2 separate regions of the Mus musculus genome follow, and region 1 is linked to region 2. Evidence: chromatin contacts called from public HiChIP or PLAC-seq data. All regions are on one chromosome and are shown on one strand. Each heading gives the region's core, a stretch centred on a gene start, on an enhancer-like site or on the middle of the called end of the contact. The rest is flanking DNA. Distances are from core to core; before and after follow the strand shown.

Evidence for each region. HiChIP or PLAC-seq counts read pairs in DNA pulled down with a chosen protein or histone mark.
Region 1: an H3K27ac HiChIP or PLAC-seq map of the NIH/3T3 cell line shows a contact between it and region 2, with 3 times the contacts expected there. The contact joins two enhancer-like sites. A contact is called at or near these places in 1 of 484 Hi-C or Micro-C datasets (muscle stem cells), 2 of 115 datasets of contacts at active chromatin or transcription factors (the NIH/3T3 cell line and embryonic stem cells) and 1 of 9 other capture datasets (embryonic stem cells).

Annotation. Positions count from the first base shown.
Region 1 is chr7:96,573,130-96,577,286 of GRCm38.p6, reverse strand. All of the region lies in intron 6 of Tenm4 (teneurin transmembrane protein 4), which reads right to left. Among named protein-coding and RNA genes, the nearest start is that of Gm15413, 230 kb to the left of the region's middle. Within about 2 kb of position 1,731, at least 103 of the 459 cell types and tissues checked have an H3K27ac peak or open chromatin away from gene starts, as enhancers often do. A contact at or near this core is called in the NIH/3T3 cell line and muscle stem cells, where this site is marked.
Region 2 is chr7:96,151,080-96,154,716 of GRCm38.p6, reverse strand. No RefSeq gene overlaps it. Among named protein-coding and RNA genes, the nearest start is that of Tenm4, 18 kb to the left of the region's middle. Within about 2 kb of position 1,461, at least 151 of the 459 cell types and tissues checked have an H3K27ac peak or open chromatin away from gene starts, as enhancers often do. A contact at or near this core is called in the NIH/3T3 cell line and muscle stem cells, where this site is marked.

The sequences.
Region 1 (4,157 bases), core at 482-2,981, 420 kb before region 2:
TTTTTCTCTCCTCTCATTTTCCTTACAGCCCCAGAAGGGCTTGGGAGCCCTGATGGCAGGGAGTGAAAGCCACCAGAAGAAGCCCTGTGCTTTTCTGTATCTATATCAGGCTCAGATGTGTCTGCTCAGGAAGCTGCTGGAAGCAGAAAGGGCCCAGTTTGATTTCTAGGCTTGGAAATGCAGAGAGAGAAACCTTCATTTGACTTGTAAACTAAACCTACAGGATACAGAGATGGCCAGAGAGAAGGGTGCATCAGGTCCAGGACAGGGTCCCCAGTACAGCTTTGCAGAAAAGAGTCATATCAACCGGCAAGTAGGTAAGACCCTCTCAGACTAAGGACATTGGCATTCATGTCTGAAGTTAAGGCTTTCTGGCAGCTGCCAAACTTTCCAGCTGGGGCAAACAGAACCTCTACTTGTCTCTAATCATGCCATCAGTTTTTCCTATTCTTATTAGTCTTCTCTGATGACTAATTATGGATCTAGAGTAAGGAGACAGAATAACAGACATCTAGATAGGACTGTTCATGACAAAGAGGTCATCCTGTAGCCAGGCCTGGTGGTACAGGCCTGTAACCCAGCTACATGCAAGGCTGAGGCAAGAGGGTTATTAGTCAAGAGCTGCCTGGGTTATAGAATGAATTAAAGGCCATCATGAGCAAACTAGGGGTCGAAAAATAAAAAGCAAAGGAGGGTTAGAGATATAGCTCAGTGGTGGCCCATATGCACTATACAGACAAGGCCCCGGCCCAGGCTTCAGTCTTGCTGAAAATAAACATAAATAAAGAAAAAAGAACCCATGGTAAGTGCATGTGTGCCCATGGCTCCCCTGCAGTGGCTAGTAGCTTGACCCAAGAGTGTCTCTTAGAGCCTGTGGAGTCAAGTTGCATCTCATGGTTCTGCCCGTGCAGTAAGCTTTCCAGGCAAAGATGGGCTCAACCCACCATCTTGAAAGATTAAACCGGCCCATTGAGAAGTAGGATGATAAGAAAGGCAGTGTCCTAGGCCTTTTGATTCCCAGTCAGTAGACTCAGCACCAGCAGCAGTCTCTAGGATGACCAGAGGCATTGGCCACTGCTCTTGATTTCCATGACTTATCTCCTTCTCGATCCACAAGGCTTCTAGAAACCCCACTTCCTATGATAGCTTGTTCATGTCTCTGTTCCTTGTGTCATTCAATGGTATTTTTGTCTGTGAAGGAACCACCACTCATTAAAGGTGAGTGGCATTTCAAAGGTCCTATTGTGTGCCACGCAGGGTTTAACATGCTCTTCTGTAAGATACCAGATTGGATAGCTGTCAGTTAGGAGTAATCGCCATCCCACTTCACAGATGAGGAGCTGCACACCCCCCCCCCCCCAGATCAGCTCTCTCTCAGGCTCCCAGTTGTCCCCAGGCTAATGAGGAAGGGGTTCTTCCTACTTAGTTACTACATGAGAGAAAAGATCCCTGTAGGCCAGGAGATAGGTTTGGAGGCTTCCTAGGAAAGTTCAAAGTTGGGGAGCAATGGTGTCTCTCTGGGTCTCAGCTTCTTTTTCTGCAAAATGATATCATTAGTACGGCCAGTCAGAGTAACCCGAAACCTACGAGTTGGACAGGAACACGGAACCTAAACCTCACGTTCACAAAGGTCCTCCATCTTCCCCAGTGGCTGCTCTCCTCCTCCCTCAGCCCTTGCCTTCCTTTAGCCTCCAGCCTCCTGCCTTTTTCCTGTGCCCGCCCAGCAACCTTAGTCATGCTGGATCCGGGCCCAGTCTACTTGGCTGCAGTCTGCTGCTCACTGCACTCATTATTCCAGGCACCCTGTGATTTACTTTTCTAGTGAGTTAATTGCAAAATCCATATGGAGTGGAGAGAAAACATCCACCCAGGCTTGCCATGAAAAGCAGGGCACAGAGGAAGCTTTCCATCTTGGCCGGCGCAGCCTGCAGAGGCAGGGGGAGGAAGCCGTTGCCACATGGTTTGTGCACAGAGCTGAGCTGCCAAACTCAACACGAGGCATGAGGTGTTTGGACCCAGTGATTCCCTTTTGATTTTCCCCTCTCATCCCTTTAGACAGACATCTCTCTCAGCTTGTGAGACACGCTATGGGCATAAGGTCTAGGTGATCAAAGACGACTCTGGGAGCTTTGCTAAAGATGCCATTCCCGAGCTTCTCCCTCCAGAGTCTCATCTAATAAATCTTGGCTGGGGCCATGCTTCACCCCCTGTACGCTGTTAGTCTGGGCAATCTGTAGACCAAATGTTGGGAAATAAACCTTTGAGGTGAAGGCCGGTGGTTGAGGCATTAGCAGAACTTAAGAGAAGTTCTTGGTTTTCATCTATCCATTACGTGCCCTTGGACAAGTTATGACTTGGAACCTTAGAGTGCTTGAAATCTCTAAAGCAGGAAGCAGAATGCCTGCCCTACATGTGCCTCGAGAGCATAACACCACGATGCTGTAAGCCTTTGACACAACCCCTGCCTCATGTGGAAGCTGCCCACCCCCCACCAAAAAAAAAAAAAATCCCAAAGACAATTCACTTTTCTTTCCCGAGAAGGTGTTCTGTAAAACTAGCCTGCAGCAACGTAGCTACTGAATGCTAATCTATTTCTGAATGTGTTTACTGTTTACAATATCCAGGGGCCTTGAGGGGGAGAATCAGCTCTTGTTTTGAAAGCACTTTGTAGATGAAAAGGTGTTCAACCCTCAGGAGACTTGGTTGGTGGAAGTTTAGACAAATGTTTATTTTAATTTGCTGTGTTATAACTTATTAAAAAGCCTCTCCAGTGTGGAAGGACTATTTTGGGTCTCACAAGGGATCCAGTAGTTTTGAATAGCTTGTCATTAACTCATTCATTTGTTCAAGCAACTCTACCTGAGCACCTGGGCACCAGGACTGGTGAACAAATGCCACCCCCGGGACTCTGCCTCTGAACAATGACAGTGTAGGATCCCAACACCCACGGGAGGGTGGGATGGGGTGGGGGCTGGGGGATGGGTGGGGTGGCAGAAGCCCAGGGAGCTGTGACTTCTCCCAGCTGGGGAGACTGGGCCTTAGGAAAGTGTCAAGCAGGAAGTGACTCCATTTCAAAGGCACCCAGATTGTCACACAATTTAAAAAAGCAATTCTGGTATTGGGATCGATGTGTAATTTGAGATCCCCGGAGGCAAGCACTATTCTCCCCAGAGGTCACCCCCACACCTTTAATTTCTGAGCCACTAGGGAAAGTGGGAAAACTCTCCTAAGCCTCTGGCCCTAATATTCAAGTGCTTCCCAAACACTTTGGCTTTAGAGGTTCCTTGGGTCCTTCAGACACAACAATGTCTAGCTCTCAGCTTATTATCTCTCTCTACAGTCATGCCCTAGCATCCCTCACTGCATCACCACAGTTGCCTTGCCAACTGGCCTGACGGTTTATGTCCCTGAAAAATTCATACGTTGAAACCTAATTTCAGGCATTCTCTTAGTTTGAAGAGCTAAGGCACCAAGGAATTGATTAGGTCATAGGAACTCTGCCCTTATTTCTAGAATGAATGCATCTATAAAATAGGCTTGAAGAAACTGTTCCCCTTCCCACCATGTGAGGACATAGAAAAGGAACCAAGAAAGTAGGCCCCTCACCAGACGAGGAATCTACTGATCCTCTGATATTACACTTCCTAGACTTCAGAACTTCCAGCAATAACTTTCTGTTGTTTATAGTTTACAGCCTAAGTCATTTTGTTATAATAGGCCAGATGGGGCAAGGTAGCAGTGGTTCTCAACCTGTGGGTCAGAAACTCTTTCACAGGGGTCACCTAAGACCACCACTGGAAAACATAGATATTCAGGTTATGATTCATAACAATAGCCAAATTACAGTTATGAAATAGCATTGAAAATAAATTTATGGTTGGAGATCACCATGACACGAACTGCATTAAAGGGCTTCAGCGTTAGGAAGGTTGAGAATCACTGGTCTAGTGCTTGCACACAGCCAAAAACTATATCACAACCTGCATCCATATTCTCTCCTTCCCCCATCTATGTAGTTACACATTTCTCTGCTCCCTTGTAGTTAGGCAGAGCCATATGACTAAGCAGAGCCATGGGCTGTGAAAAGCAGCCAGAAAGCCATTTGCTGCAGAAAATGCAATCTCTATTACTCTGGATCCTTGAGAGACGATGCGGAG
Region 2 (3,637 bases), core at 212-2,711:
GCCTGGAATTCAGATATCAGCGCCTAAAAAGCAAGGCATGGTCACGCATGTGTCCTCATGGGAGCAGAGAGAAGAGGATTACTGGGGCTTCCCTGGCTAACAGCCTCCTTCAACTCCAGTGAGAGATCCTACCTCAAAGATATAAAGCAAAGAGTGGTAGAACAGGATACCCAATGTCGTTTTCACTGGCTTTGGAACATGCACACAGATGCACACAATTTTAACACACACACACACACACACACACACACACACACACACACACACCTATCTCTGGAAAGTCTGCAAGTGAGACAAAAGTCTTCTTCTATGTCCTGTTTTTGCTCAGGCTTCCTTAGAAAAGTTTATATCTCTGCAAAGGAGCCCCAGGCCCCCTCAACACTGTCTGTTTACAAACAATGGCCTCTGCATGGCGCACCATCTGACAATCTTCTCTGGTCAGAAAACAGAAGGCAGGTTCCCAGCTGCCACTCTTTGTCACATGGGGAGGTTGAGCAAGTGACTGCTTCCCTCCCCAGTCTCCGTTATAAAACAGACACACCCTGGACTCTGAAAAGTCCAGCTACAAAACAAGTCTTTGCACAGAGTAATCTCAACAAATAATAGCATTTTTTTTTTTTTTTTTTTTTTTTGGTCAGTGAAGAAAAGAACAAAGTATGTTCAGCACAGTGTCCCACATACGGTGTGGCTGCAAGGGCCACAAGAGGAAGTCCTTTTTATCATTTCAAGTTGCCTGTAGCAATATGGAATCAGGATTCTTTGAGCAACTGGGGTGAAATTCTCCCTTTGCTTACTGTTAGTTGATGAAACGGGGATCCATTACTTCATCCTTCAAAGACCAGACTCCTCATTCCTAGGTGGACAATGGTACCTGATAGAAGTGTAGTGGTTTAAGGAGAATGCCATTCTCAAAGCTGTTCATCTTCCTGGCATGTTCTATTGGAAACTACCTCTACCTCACCCCCAGCTCTATCAAGATCTGGGTGTTGGTTCTTCTTTTCCTTGAATTTGGCTGTGTTTGTAGGATGCCAATGGTTAGATGAGGGAGTCTATGCCACAGAAAGAGCCTCTAGTGCCTTACTCCAGCCAATAGTTCATATGTGCTGCACAGATATGTGAGTGAAGAAGTTCCTAGCTGTTTTCATACTTTGGTTTTTTTTAGGTATGAAGACCTAAACTTTGAGAAGCAGAGACCAGCCATTTCGCTGCTCTTTCCAATTTCCTGACTTGCAAATTGTTTTAAGCTAGAAAAATCACAACAATATATTATGTAGCAGGATTTTAATAAAACCACAAATACAATAAATAGCAAACAGAAGAAACAGCAGGATCTGTGATTAGAGAAGTTCCTATAATACTCACTACCACAGGCCCGGAAGGCCAAGCAGTTGCCAGAGACTCCACCCCTGAGGGTTATGCCCCGCCTACCACTCTCTCAGCCAATGGGGATTCTCTCAGCCTTCCGTCTCCTCTGGTAGCTGTTAGAGGGGCAGAGGGTGTGGAAGCGTGCTTAAAAGGCTCCTGACTCACAGCTGCGTTTGTGGGTCAGCTTTCTGCCCGCTGGGGACAGGGGAGTGGGTGGTGGAGGTGGGGGTAGGGGCTGGAGATGCCTTGATAGGAGTGGCTGCACCGCCGGTGTGAGGGCAGCTCCTTAATCTCTTTTCTCTGCTGCCTTTACATACTGGCCCGACAGAGGTCAGCATGCTGGACACATTCTTTGTTGCGGTTAAGCCAAGCCCTTAAGGCTTAGAATTGCTTTAAGCCTGATTAACTCCCAAGGAGACAGAAACATTTACATTTAGGGACAAGAGAATAAGATATTTAATCGCCTCTTTAAAACACATGCTTTCCTTGTTACTCAAAGCCAGGCAACTTCCCACCCCCCTTTCTTTTTCTCCAAGGCTGTGCCGATTTCTTTTGTTCTCAAACTAATCTCTCCCCCTCTTTTTTCCTTTTCACTCCTCTTTAATGGTCATCCTTCCTGCCCTTTCTTTACATTTTCTTTTAAAGATTTATTTATGTGTATGAGTTCCTATGTGCCTGGTGCCCACAAAGGTCAGAAGAGGGAGTCAGATCTCCTGAAAGAGGAGTTAAGGATACGTGTGAACCACCATGAGGATGCCAGGAAATGAACCCAGGTTCTCTGCGAGAGCAACAAGCAATCTTAACCTCTGAGCCATCCCTCTAGCTCCCCCTTCTTGCCCTTTCTTAACCAGATTTCTTATTCTCCTCGATCCCTCTTTTGTGTCTCTGTTGTTCCTCTCTGGATGTCTTGCAGCTTTGGGGTCTTCCACTTTCCTGTTCCTTTGCTCCTGAACGTTGAATTGCACACTTGTCTTTGAAGGAGTTATCAGTGTGGTTCCCCAAATATTTACTAACAGAGGAGCTTGAATTCTGGAACCCCTGCTACCGACTTGGCTTATTTCTGACCAGTGGTGGTAGAGGTATCCAGCGATGCGTTTCAAATCCAATGAGCCAAATCACACAGTGGGAGGCTTAGGAGAAGTCACTCTGAGTTTGAGCTTCCTTCACCGATGGTTCCCACTCTGTCTTTTGGTGATAACCTCAGAGCAATGAGCAAGGCTGCCCAAGCCTTTCTCTGAAGGCTTGGCAAAGAGCCTCGAGCTTGGGGTAAAGATCTCACCTCCCACCAGCTGTTAACCAGTCACTTTATCCCTGAGCCCTCTGAGTCCTTTCTTCACCCATAAAATGGCTAGCAGCCATCATCTTGTCTTTCTCATGGGGCTATTATGATGCACATACAAGCTAATGAATGGGAAAGCATTTTTGCAAACTATAACGTGCTGTACAAATTTAAACCCTTTTTATTATTGTTGTTATCATGATCATAATTTTTATGTTGTGCTAATGCTCATCTTACAACTCATCAGTATTAAGAAGCAGCTCTGAGTGGAATGCAATCTTGCTTCCCCCTCATGAGTGAATTTAGGGTGTCCATGGGGATAGATTGCTATTTCAAGGGGCTTCATCAAGTCCCCTGCTTCCTCCCCGCTCTGCTCAGGATAGCTTGCAGATGAGCTGGGAAAGCTGAGTTCATCCTCCAGGCCTGGTTGCACAGCTTTCCAAGGTGTATCACCACCTTTACCCACTCTTGCCTCTATGGCCTCAGTGGTACAGACTAGACTTTCAAGGGTTACCCTCGCTCACCTAGAACACAGATGACCTGTTCTCAGCAGGTCTCTGTCCTGCTCCAGCTTCTGCTATCCTTAGCCTCAGTCTCTTGGGCTCCCCCCTGTGGCGGGTCATGGCCAAGCCTTCCTTATGGCCCTAGAGGAAGAGGTCCTCCATCAAAGAAAGTAAATGCTACCCTGAGCATAGACTTCTCCATCCTTCCCAGCTGCTAAGACAGTTACTTTCCTGATGTCCAGTGCAGGTAGGAAGAGCAAGGACAACCGTTAATGCTGTGCTGTTAAAACCAGTAACAACCTGTGTTCTACCTTGAATTAGCAAGCTCTCCAATCTACAAGTCTACAAGTCTGGATCAAACAAGAATACTTTCCAGGAAAGGGAGCTTACATGGCACTGGTGTGTGTGTGTGTGTGTGTGTGTGTGTGTGTGTGTGTGTGTGTGTATTGGGGAGGTTTGAGGGGTAGGGGCAGAACTGTGGAAAAGAACT